Linked DNA regions of Mus musculus: region 1 is linked to region 2. Evidence: chromatin contacts called from public promoter capture Hi-C data. All regions are on one chromosome and are shown on one strand. Each heading gives the region's core, a stretch centred on a gene start, on an enhancer-like site or on the middle of the called end of the contact. The rest is flanking DNA. Distances are from core to core; before and after follow the strand shown. Region 1 overlaps Micu1 (mitochondrial calcium uptake 1). Region 2 overlaps Micu1 (mitochondrial calcium uptake 1).

What was found. Capture Hi-C pulls out chosen DNA fragments and counts their contacts.
Region 1: a promoter capture Hi-C map of adipose tissue shows a contact between it and region 2. The contact joins two enhancer-like sites. A contact is called at or near these places in 1 of 39 promoter capture datasets (liver), 1 of 15 datasets of contacts at CTCF or cohesin (the NIH/3T3 cell line), 4 of 484 Hi-C or Micro-C datasets (the G1E-ER4 cell line, muscle stem cells, stem cell-derived neural stem cells and 1 more), 5 of 115 datasets of contacts at active chromatin or transcription factors (embryonic fibroblasts, embryonic stem cells, extraembryonic endoderm stem cells and 1 more) and 3 of 9 other capture datasets (adipose tissue, liver and pancreatic islet).

Annotation. Positions count from the first base shown.
Region 1 is chr10:59,821,898-59,828,449 of GRCm38.p6, reverse strand. Micu1 (mitochondrial calcium uptake 1) reads right to left here. Exons shown (of 12, transcript NM_144822.3): 9 at 1,124-1,261. Among named protein-coding and RNA genes, the nearest start is that of Gm23803, 7.4 kb to the right of the region's middle. Within about 2 kb of position 2,864, at least 91 of the 459 cell types and tissues checked have an H3K27ac peak or open chromatin away from gene starts, as enhancers often do. A contact at or near this core is called in adipose tissue, where this site is marked.
Region 2 is chr10:59,732,371-59,738,443 of GRCm38.p6, reverse strand. Micu1 (mitochondrial calcium uptake 1) reads right to left here. Exons shown (of 12, transcript NM_144822.3): 3 at 5,287-5,461. Among named protein-coding and RNA genes, the nearest start is that of Micu1, 33 kb to the right of the region's middle. Within about 2 kb of position 2,238, at least 33 of the 459 cell types and tissues checked have an H3K27ac peak or open chromatin away from gene starts, as enhancers often do. A contact at or near this core is called in adipose tissue, where this site is marked.

The sequences.
Region 1 (6,552 bases), core at 1,615-4,114, 89 kb before region 2:
AACATTATTATCAGTCGATTTGATCCTACTCCTGCTCATTCCCACAGAACCTTCCACAATGGGGCCTGACTCTCTTTATGTAAATAATCAACCCTGTCGTCTCATCATTAAGCCTTCAGTACCCTCTCGCTGTTCTGAGTGAGGGCTAGGCTCCTTCTGTGCCTCTCTGACCACAGTTGTCCTTGCTCTGGGATGCTCCAGCCATACTCCAGCCATACATACATTCTTGCACGTTAACCATTTTGTCAATGTGGCATGAGCTAGTGTCATCTGAGAAGATGGAACCTCAACTAAGAACCTGCCTTATCGGACTGGCCTGTAGGCAAGTCTGGTGGGGGCGTTTTCTTGATTAATAATTCATACAAGAGGGCCTCTGTGGGTGGTGCCAAAGCTGAACAGGTGGTCCTGGGCTGTATAAGAAAGCAGGCTTAGCAAGCGAATCATGGAGAGTAAGCCAATAAGCAGCCTTCCTCCATGGTCTCTGCTTCAGTTCCTGCCTATAGGTTCCTGCCGTGGCTTCCTCTGACAAGGAATCATAACCTGTAAGCTTGCTCCATCCTTTCCTCTCCAAGTTGCTTTTGGTCATGGTGTTTATCAGCGGTGCAAAGCAGACTGGGTAAGTCCTTCCCCCGCCTTCTCGAGATCATGTTTCAGTGGATTCTGCCTTTGGTCCATCGTTTTCAATCTGTGCAAGACTCCTCAGGAGATCTCTCCAGTTCTCATGGCTTTAAGGACCAATGATTACCAAACCTGGCTCAGGGCTCCGAGGCAGATGTGCATGCTGAGCTGCCTTGTGGTCATCTCCACGTGGACAGCCTATAGTTATTTTAAATCCAAGGCACCTACAACAGAATACTATCTTTCTTCCCATCCAAATGAACTTTTCAATGTTCTTCAGTTCCAGTGCATGGAGCCATCTGGCTTTGATCAAGAGACCTGGGGTTATTCTACCCTCTCTCCTACTCTCTGTGTACTGTTCACTATTCTTCTCTCTTTGGGCCTTAGAGCTGAGAGATGTATTCATTCCCGAATGGTTCACGACACGTTCTCATTATTATTGATACCTCTGCAAAACCCAGAGGTTCCCATGGTTTTATTTCTCCCTGTATCCGAGGCAACCTACCTTCCCATCTTTGAAGTGCTTCTTCAGCTGTCTCTGCATGGCGGTCAGCTTCTTGGACTGCACTCCACTGTAGGCCAGCAGCATGCCCCCGAACTGCCTCTCAGAGATTCTCCCATCTACCGGGTCATGGCGTTCAAACTGGGGAGGAAGCAGACAGAGTGTTCTGGGAGTTACATGGAAGGTATTTTGGTGTGGGCTGTGGGATGATCAATTGTGTTTGAGGGGAGAAATGAATCTGGCCCTTGGTTCCTCACAGAGAAAGCAGAACTGCTTAAACGCCTGTGTGACGTCATCACAATGAAGGTCATTACTCTGAGTTACTAATATGCACCAATAATAATAAAACCAAACAGTTAAACTCAGAACAGACAACCCCTCCCCATCCCCCCTTGGGTCAGGAGCATCCTTGAGGAACAGGGCCAATTTTAAAACTATAGAAAATTTCACAATTTTTCTCTTTTCTTCTTTTTAGACAGGCTCTCACTATGAGTTCCTGGCTGGCCTGGGACTCAGCATGTAGACCATGCTGGCCTCGAACTCACAGAGCTCTGCCTGCCTCTGCCTCCTGAGTTCGAGAGTTCATACATTAATAGTAATAACCAGTCTCTAAGATCATCCATGACCTTGCTTCTTAGAGAAGACTTAAAATAAGGATTTTAAGTCTTATCAATCATGCTTATGCAAAAATCAAATAGATCCCTAAGGATTTCAAACAAGCGTAATGTAATTAACAAGTTTTCTCAAAAAGGATATCTGAATGATAGGACATCAATAATGCTTAAGAGAAATATGTAACAAGACAAAGAACCTTGAGCTAATCTAAGCTTATCAGAGCACTGAGATTTCATTTAGAAACAGGACAAGGAAGCTCTCTTGGTCCCAGTTGCAATGTTAGTTCTATGTAATATGTAACACGTAATGTTGAGGTTTGGTCTTTTGCTATGTATTAGAATTATATTATTATAATGTATTATAATGCTAAATACTGGTCCCTAAGGCCTGGTTGCCCCCAAGGATGAGAAAATCTGCACATAGACTCAAGTGATGCAATGTCACCTTGACCCCTAAGTTACTCCTGATTGGTGAATGAAGATGCCTACAGCCTATAGCTGGGCAGAATTGATATAGGCAGGGCTTGGAGTTCCCAGGCTTGGGATCTGAGGAGACCATGAGAGAGGGAGAGGATGGGAGAAGAAGATGTCATGGGTAGGAGAGTCATGAAAGCATGGCTATGAGGACTGGCCAACTGAAGTTAAGAGCAGTTCAGACGAAACATGGAGAATTATAACTCAGGGTTATTAATGGGGAAATAGATTCTAATAGCTTAGAGGGTGGATATCTGCCCAGCTCTAGTGCTGATTAAGGCTAATAATAATAATAATAATAATTATAAAAGGCAGGGTAGGCCTAGTGGCCAAGTAGGGGCCAAAAGGACAGGAGGATGGTAGAATGTCCTCACACTCCCACATGGCAGGGTTGATCTGCTCTCCTGAGAGGGAGTTCACAGATGTCAGATGGTACTAAGTAAGTTCATGTCAACAAGCATGTCCCCACCGTCTTCTCCTTGTCCAGCACTGTGTGAGTCACCGTGCGGCATGGGAAGGAAGATCCCTGGGGACCTCTGCTAGGCAGATGACACATGTAAGACAGTGATAAAAATGGAAATATCCAAGAGTAGATTCTTTCCAGTCTTGCTTCCTCCCTCATGAGTCACAGAGTATACAAGCCACAAGAACTACACCGCAATAACAACTCTTTACTGCGCATGCACCTCACTCCAGAAGTTCCCCGTACACTCTCTCATTTAAATCTTTGTCAGGTCGGTGGAGCTTCTTGGCTCTGCTTTGCAGACAAGAAGCCTGAGGCAACGTGCAATTGACTAAGCTGGGTTAGCAGATGTAGTCCATCTGGATTCACAAAATTCCCTACTTCTCTGCAACCTTCAGGGCAGCACCCTGATATTCTGAATAAGCTACAACAGTGGGGAGGAGGGGCGGGGCCGAGAGCCGGCTGAAGGAAAGCACAACTCCTCCTGCAAAGGAATCGACATCACCACCACAGGCCAGAGGCTCCTTTCCCACTCGGGCCCACAGCAGTTCCCATCCGTCACTCCGTCTCTTGCACAGAACTGATTAATTTCTGACAAAACCCAAAGTTTTGGGGGGATTCGATTTAAGTTTGATTTATGGCTCAATTTGCCATCCTGAAACAAAACGGAGGAACTGATAAAAATTCTGAAAGCGGGCAACGTTTTGCACTGTTTAAAGCAGGTTTCCCGTAGGGTCAGATGGCTGAGCTGGAGTTGACCATACAGAATGTATTTACAGGCAGGGTCTACCCCAAAGCTGTGCCCCGCGGCTCTCTGGGCTGGCCTGGAGGATCTGGATAGACATGCCTGCCTTTCTGGAACTCCCTACCAGGGTGGAACAAGGCAGATTCGAAGTTGAAATGCTTCTTGTTTGTAAACCTGACAGCGGCTGGCTTGCTCAGGGTTCATGAAAAGCCTTCAGTTTCCACCCTCTAAAGGCACAAACATTCCTCTGTTGTGTTTCAAGGGCAGTTTCTAGGGGAGAGCCTCAAGTAGCAATTTCAATGCTCAAATTAGTATTTTTACTAGTTTTTGAAGACACAAACTTGGCTTTTGGTAACATGTTCCACTATTATCAAGCAATTAGAACCCAAAAGGCTTAAACATCAATATTTGTCCTTTCTGCAGCCTGGCCGACTTCAAAACTCATGGCTTCAGCTCTATGCTTTCACTTTGGACAGCCAGCATCTCTCAGTTTAGCCTACGGGGTCTTCTGGGGTAAAGCTACCTAATGAGGTTTTTCATGTTGCAGAGGATCAGGGTCTTGTGCATACCAGGCAAGGGCTCTACACTGAGCTCCAGCCCCAAGCCATTAGGTTCTGAGGGCTTAAATGAGGCCAAGCTGGCAGGGGTGCGGTGGGGTGGGGTGGGGTGGGGTGGGGGTAGAGGGCGTGTGTGTGTGTGGGGGGGGAAGGTAGGTGGTAGGTGTTTCACACACTACATCTGCTAACAGACACAAACATTCTACTTGTTCAACATTTTAAAGTTGAAGACCTACTAAATGGTAGTTTGGGAGTTTTGAGGACTGCATTTCGGGGATCTACTGACTAAAATGTCAAGGGCCATGGATAGATGTTACATGGCTGGAGAGATCATGTGTACACTTATTTTTTTGACATAGACTTCTCACTGTGCAGCCCACACTGGCCTCAACCTCATGATCCTGCTGCCTCAGCTCTCTAAGTGTGCCCCGCCATGCCTGACTCCCATCTTGTATTCTTTCTTAGCATTTCTGTTGCCATGAAGAGACACCTTGACCATGGCAACTCTTAAAAAGGAAAACATTTCATTGGTGCTGGCTTACAGGCTCAGAGGTTTAGTTTATTGTCATCACTGGTGCGATATCTGGTGGTGTGTAGGCAGACATGGGGCTGAGAGAGCTACATCTTGATCTGTAGGCAGCACAGGCAACTGTGCAACCATACTGGGTAGAGCTTGAGCATAGATGACCTCAAAGCCCTCCTACACAGTGATGACACACTTCCTTCAATAAGGTCACACCTCCTAAGAGTGCCACTTCCTATGGGCCAAGCATTCTAATGAGTCTACAGGGGCCACTCCTATTCAAACCACCACATATTTTTTTAAAATTTAATTTGTAATTTATTTTTTACACCCCATATTCCATTCCCCACCCCTCCCCTCCCACCCTCCAACTGCTCCACATCCCACACCTCCTCCCCACCACACCCCGTCTCCACACGGATGCCCGCACCCTCCACCCCATCTGACCTCTAAACTCCCTGGGGCCTCCAGTCTCTTGAGGGTTAGGTGCATCATCTCTGAATGAACCTAGACCTGGAAGCCCTCTACTGTATGTGTGTTGGGGGCCTCATATCAATCAGGATATGTTAAATCCTGACAAACCTGCAGGTGCGCCCTTGGAGTGTCACAGGCATGTAATCAGTCCTCCAGGTCACCGAGGGCCTCAAGGAGAGACCCAGGTAATTACAAAATTATCATAGTGCAGAAAACAACTGTGTATCTTGGAAGCAGTCTGCATTACCGGCTTGCACGACTTAGCAAACACATGCCCCACTTAAACTGGGGTCCCTTAAGCTCTGCTTCAGTGACAGTTAAGGGATTCTATTTTCCTTCGCCCTGTGGCGAAGAACGTGCGCAGGCAGGCCAGCACATCACTGACCATCTGTCTGCCTACCCATGTTTCACAGGCAGCTGCCCAGGCTTGTGGCTTCCCTATGCAGCCGCGACCACATTCTCAACCGCATACAAGCTTCCTGTTGACCCCAGGGGCTGCAGGGCCACAAAGAAGGGCCAAAAAAGAGAAGACAGCGAACACTGGGAGATTCTTCCTGGCTTTCTAAACACAGTGCACCTTTCCTTCCCACCCCTGCTCCTTGGTGACAGGAGGGCTAGTCTTTTGGAAGGACAGATAATATACATTTAGCTATATGATACCTATCTATCTATCTATCTATCTATCTATCTATCTATCTATCTATCTATCTATCTACCCGAGGAAGATGAAAAGCTAGGGAGAAAAAAATACATGTTTTATTACAAGTGCCAAAAAATGAGGCTAAAACGAGTAGAAGGAGAGAGAAATCAGTGTCTGAGAGTGTGTCACTGCTCAGCAAAGGCTTTGGAGGGCGCTGCACTCTGGGATGAGGAAAGCCCGTGTGCTCCTCTGTACAGTTACAACCTCTGCAAATCCCTCCCTATATCCGTGTTTCAGAATGACAGGCTTCCCCAGGCCTTTCCTAGCTTCTGAACCGCACAGAGCCACACTGCACAGTGACCTCAGGCCACTTAGCCAGACACATCTGTGCTCTTCAGTGGGACAGAACGGCAGGGCCTCTGTGCCATTGTTCTTTCTGTCTGGAGTTTCATACCACTAGTTCATGAAAAGGAAAAAGGCTTACAGGCACCATTCTCTATGGGAGCCCTCCTCTTAAGGGAATCGTGACGTATTTTAAAGTTTGAGTTGAAATCTGTTTATGTAATGGACGGGCGTCTCTCAACACAAGAGGAATCTTTACTGTCTGGTGCAGGTTGTCTCCTGGCAAGTGGAGAAAGAAGGTCTACAGTCTGGAATGCGGGCACCACAGCTCACTGCTCAGCAAGGGCTAACAGGATGATCCCAGTCGCCATGACATTACAGAGTATTAGCTAAACTGCTACACTTCTCTGGGTTTTGTGGTGCTGGGTCCTTGTGCATGCTGGGAAATTATTTTACTTCTGCATGATATGCCTGGCCTAAACTAAACTATATTTTTCAATTCCAAATCTTAAGACTTCTTACATTTTAAAAGACTGGTTAAGCTGGAGCCAGGTGGCAAACACCTTTAACACCTTTAATTCCAGCACTCAAGGCTGGGCG
Region 2 (6,073 bases), core at 989-3,488:
TTTCTAGCTTAGCACTGCAGTCTGCCGACTGCTCCACGCTGACTGCCTCTTCCTTCTCGTCACTTGGTGATTTCACCAAGTCATTGCAGAAGGAATTCAGGACACAGAATCCAAGAGAGCAATGTTTGGAGGCAGTGATAGGCTTCTCTGAGGGACATGGGGATGTTCAAAGATTTACTAAGAAAACTGTAATAATTCATTGTCATTTATCAACTTTTCTTAAGCATCTTTATGTTAAGAAACACCTTCCATAAAACTGCTGCGTATAACTGGTTCAAACTCAGGGGCTATTTTTCCTATGTGAACTACACTAACAGGCAGCCAGAAAGGACTTATAACTAAACAGATGAGGGATGGTTTCTCTATAAAATACTCAAAATAACAAATGAAAGAGTCCAGGTATGGTGAAACCTGCCTCTAATCTCAGCACCTGGAAGTGGAGGCACAAGGATCAGAAACTCAAGGTTACCCTCAGCTTCACAGGGAGCTAAAGGTAGCCCAGGCTAGACACCTGGTCAAAAAAGGAAAAGGAAGGATGGGGGTGGAAAAGAAATTACATCATCATCATTTTGCAATCCCAATGGATGGAAAGATCTAGATTTTGACTATCCATAGTGTACTGGCTAGTTTTGTGTCAACTTGACACAGCTGGAGTTATCACAGATAAAGAAGGTTCAGTTGAGGAAATGCCTCCATGAGATCCAACTGTAAGGCATTTCCTCAATTAGTGATCAAGGGGGAAAGGCCCCGTGTGGGTGGGACCATCTCTGGGCTGGTAGTCTTGGGTTTTATAAGAGAGCAGGCTGAGCAAGCCAGGTGAGGCAAGCCAGTAAAGAACATCCCTCCATGGCCTCTGCATCAGCTCCTGCTCCCTGACCTGCTTGAGTTCCAGTCCTGACTTCCTTTGGTGATGAACAGCAGCATGGAAGTGTAAGCCGAATAAACCCTTTCCTCCCCAACTTGCTTCTTGGTCATGATGTTTGTGCAGGAATAGAAACCCTGACTAAGACACATAGCTAAAAGGAAAAATAATGGCTGGAGAGATGGCTCTGTGGTTAAGAGCACTTCCTGCTCTTTCAGAGAGCCCAGCTTCCATTCCTACCCACTACATGCTAGCTTACAACTGTAACTCAAGTTCCAGGGACCTGGTACTCTCTTGTGGCCTCCACAGGCACTGCACACATGTGGTGCACATACATACATGCAGGCAGACACTCATACACAAAGAAATAAATTTAAATACACATAAATATAAATAAATGTAAAACAAAAGAGAAGGAAGAGGAAAAGGAGGAAGAAGAGGAGGAGAACAGGAAATAGTACCACAACTAGTGTGGCTATTGGGACCACACCCACGTCTTATCAAACTTCAGAGTCAAACCAATACTCAAATGATACAGGGACTGAAGGAGCTGAACAGCACTTAAAGTGTCAATAGAATCCAACCACAGGAAACTTGAACGGTTAAACGGCCTGGAGCCTGTCTCCTCTGCATCACATGTATCATTAGGTTGGAGGGAAATAGTTTGATTACAGAGTTCTCGCTTGGTCCTAAGTTCAGTCCTTAGCATCCACGTGGGACGTGGGGAGGGCTAACATTAAAACAGCAAGATGAAATAATCACGTCTCGTGATGAATGCTAGATCCAGATGAGAGAAGCAGAAGAGCTCACTCTCCTGCCCACTACTGTGAAAGGCGGCCAAGGGGAGGAAAGGCGCCTCTATCCTGCTGCTGCTGCTGCTGCTGCTGCTGCTGCTGCTGCTGCTGCTGCTGCTGCTGCTGCTGCTGCTGCTGCTACTGCTGCTGCTGCAGGATCAAAAGGCCAGGAACCGCTAAATCCCTATGTTCTTACTGGCCTGAACACCACACCCGGGAGAGACAAGAGAGCTCTTGGGAGAGGTGGTCTCTTTCAAAAATCGTGCAAACTCCTGAACTCCCATTTACAAACGCCTCCATTCCAGCAGCAGCATACGGAACTCGCCCATCTAACAAGCTGAAAGTGCCTGGTCATTAGGTAGTCCCTCTAGGCCGGGCACTGCCAAGTAACCACCCAGCTGTGTATAATGGCTGACAAGCAGACAGCAGACCACAGCAAGGGAAGCAGATCAGCTTCTGGCCTAGCCTGAGAAGAAAGCGGCCAGTGACGGGATGTCAATAAGAGGCCTCTGTCCTGGGTGGGGTGAAAACCGTTCCTCCCTTGGGGGCAGGGGAACTTCGTCCAGCTGCACATGACCCAGATGCCTCTGAGCCTGTTGACTTCTGCCTGCCTTGTGGCATAAGCAGGGTTTCCCCAAGGCTTCCTTGAGGGGAAGGCCAGGCTGGGACATCTGGTCCAAGGCAAAACTTCCACCATCCTCACCTTCACAGAGGTTAACGCAGAAGACTGAGTAACTAGACAGCTATCAGGACCCATTACAGTGACAGATAATGATGAGTTACACTGTCCCTGGGGAGGCAATGTCCTAAGATCAAAATTAATGGCTTGCACTGCCAGTTTGAAAATGCAAAGTCTAAACAAGTACGCTGCTGAGTTTTCTAAACTTTCCCCAAAATGAAAGGAAGCAATTATTATAAAGATCTATGCTGTATTGGGCCATGGAATACATATACTCTCAGCATTCAGGAAGTGGAGGAAAGAGGATCATTTAAAATAAGGAAAAATAAAACACAGATTAAAAAATCCAATCCATTTGTGGCACCCTGCATATATATTTTGTTATGTAGAAAAGCAGTTTAAACAAAATCTGGACATCACATGTGAAAAGCAGAAGCAAGGGTGTGGATAAAAGCTAAACATGATATTGTGGCCAAGTAAGAAAGAACTTCCTCATAGTAAAACACGGCTGCTCGGGAAGGACATACGGCTGCTCGGGAAGGACATACGGCTGCGTCCCAGCACACCCGGGAGACACGAGAGAGCTCTTGGGAGAGGTGGTCTCTTGCAAAATGATGCAAACTCCTGAACTCAGGAGAAGAGAGAAGGTTCCTAAAAGTTTACAACTTGAAAAAATGTAGTTTATCACACAGTCTTTCTCCATGTTCTCTCTCTCTCTCTCTCTCCCTCCCTCCCTCCCTTTCTCTCCCTCTCTGTGTGTGTGTGTGTGCATATGCACGCGCGCTTGTATGTGCATGCATATGGAGATCTGAGAATGACTAGAGGAAGTTGATTCTCTCTTCCAACATTTGGGTTGAGGTTCCAGAGATCAAACTCAGGTCACGGGCTTGGTAGCAAGGGCCTTGACTCATGGAGCCAGGCCTAGTCTTTTCTTCATAAAGAAGTATTCAGTAAAATTTTTGGTTTTACTTATTAGATATATTTGTATATACTTTGTAATTTTTGCTTTTATAGACTGTATATTTTCTGATTTTAAAAAACTAAAATACTAAAAAACTTGGCATTAATAAATTGTGGCTATGATTATTAAATTATAGACAGAAGAATTCTTACCATATTTATGTTACTTAAAAGAAAAAACAAAGACCCAACAGAACAGAGACGTGAGAAAGAATGAGACAGACTCTTGGGGAGTGACACGCACAATGAGCGTCCCTGAAGAGAGGGAGGGGAGACAGCTCTTCCTGTGAGCCTAGGTAGGGAAGAATAAGAACTATTCCTGACAGAGCTCAGTTAGGTTTTATAGCATCAGGAGTTACAAATTCATAAATCACACTGGTAGCTTTAGTGTCACTGCGATGCAGGAGTCCTTGTCATCTGCTACAGAGAAGGCGGGGCTATAAATGGAAGCAGCTTAATAAATGTTGATTTGATTTTGACTGTTTCAAGTTATCTAAGAAACAACCCTTCTGAGTGTTGCTGAAACACAGAGTCCAGTGTCTGACATCACGAGCGTTATTATAGCCAAACTTAAACTTTTCTGAGGTAAAGTGGCAGTGCCCTGAGGCTGTGGTCATAGTTTAGGCTGTCCACAACTATTTCCTTTCTGGGAATTGTATGTTCCTCCACAAATATTATTGTCCCGTTATTTTCTGCTTTAGTGGTTTGCTTTGACATAGCAAACCAGAAATATCACAAATTCAGTATATCTATGATAATGAGTTTAAAAAAATTTCTTTTTAAAAATTTATATATGTGACTATACTGTAGCCATCTTCAGACACACCAGAAGAGGGCATCAGACCCCATTACAGATAATTGTGAGCCACCATGTGGTTGCTGGGAATTGAATATGGGACCTCTGGAAGAGCAGTCAACTGCTCTTAACCACTGAGCCATCTTTCCAGCCCCATCTATGATAATGTTAAGCATTAAGAAGACCCATAGCCAAGTGTGGTTAGGCACACCTTTGATCCCAGCACTCTGGAGGCTGAGGCAGGCATACCTCTGTGAGTTCAAGACCAGCCTGGTCTACAGAGCAATTTCCAGGACAGTCAGGACTACATAAAGAAACCCTGTCTTGAAAGACTAAACCAAACCAAACCAAACCAAAACAAAAAGGAAGACCCAGAAAGCAAGAATCAGCTTACTATTTGGACTGAAAGAACAAAGAATATGTTCACCCTAAAGAAGAATGTGTTTACCCTGATAACCCTCGACCCTGTTCCTCCCTTTGACTCCACCTTGAATAGTAGTTGAGATGAAAACATTCCACCTGGTAGGGAAGCTCCTGAAGACAGAAGGTAAGCAGCTCAATATAGCTCCAGGAAGGCCCAGAAACTGCCCAGATTCACCAGGCCCCTCCCTCCCGAGGGTAAATAGTGCAGACTGTCAAGAGTTGCTGTCAGACCAGCCACTGAAGCCGCAAAGAAGCAGAGACCAGCCAAGGAGCCTACGGGAAACAAAAACCAGGTAGGCTACCTGGCAGAGGTTTAGAACATCGGAGGTACCCGGAAGGGAAATTCTCCAACTATTGAGCTGCCTGCAGGCAGTGCAGTGTGCTCCAGGCTCCCAGCTTTGGAGAGCTGTGCCTGTGCTGGGTGGTTTTTGAGTCATTTCTACTCCTGTAAAAAACTACTCACCCATGGCTCTATTAATCATCCCAATAAAACACACTAGGTCACCAAGTTAGCCTTTGGTGGGATCTGTACTTTAGTCTGCTGTGGGCTCTGTGTGTGTGTGTGTGTGTGTGTGTGTGTGTGTTGTGACTCCCCAGGAAAAGTCTGTCACACAACACTTCACACTCTGAGGTACCTTTGGCTTACATCAATAATAAAGAGGTGAGGAGCCCAGGAGGGACTGTGACCTGTCTAAAACAGGACTAGGAGATGGGCAGCGTGACGCCCCTCTAGGACACAGTTTTGATTCACTAGCAAAACTCTGTTCCGTACTTTTCTGTCTCTGAATCCAGAGCGCTTCTTCTTCTTGTCCTCAGGATAAGGCTCTGCCGCAGCATCTGCAGCCCTTCCTTCACGGCTGGACACTTCCCCGCTGTCTTTGTTTCTCTCTTTATCTTCTGTGTCAGGCTTCTTGCTGTTAACGCATGGTGGAGATTCTGCGTGAGCCCTGGTGGTGCAGAAGAGAAGCCTAAGTTAAGCATGAAACTCCATGACTTTAAGAAGTACCCACACCCAGCTCAGAGGAGCACTAATCACATGTGTCACGAATCCCATGAAGAACCTCCTAAAACAGCCAAAACCACTCGGCACCCCCTGTGTTACTCACATGCATGAAGCAAAAGCAACGGCCTGCTAAGTAAAGTAAGTTAGGCACAAAGGGCGAACACTATACAAGTGCGTTGCCATGAGTTATCAAGCTCGGTTAAAGCACAGAGCACGTGAGGGATGCAGTGTGGTTAGTTACGGGGTGTCAGGTTGTAACGGTCTGAAGGCGGCAGAGGAGGGCAGAGGAAGCTGCTCTTTAGTCGGGTCATCACTTCATGCTCATTCCCATTTCATGGGAAGGTCAGCTTTGTTTTTGAGACTTATTTACTTTTATGTGTACGAGTGTTTTCCTGAATGAATGTCTGTATATCATGTGCGTGTGTGTCTGTGTGTATTTGTGTGTGTGTGTGTTCAGTGTCAGCAGAGGTCAAAAGAAGGCACTGGATGCCCCGGGACTGGAGTTTCAGACTGTTAGTAGTCACTAACAGTGGTTACTGAGAACTGAACCAGGGTC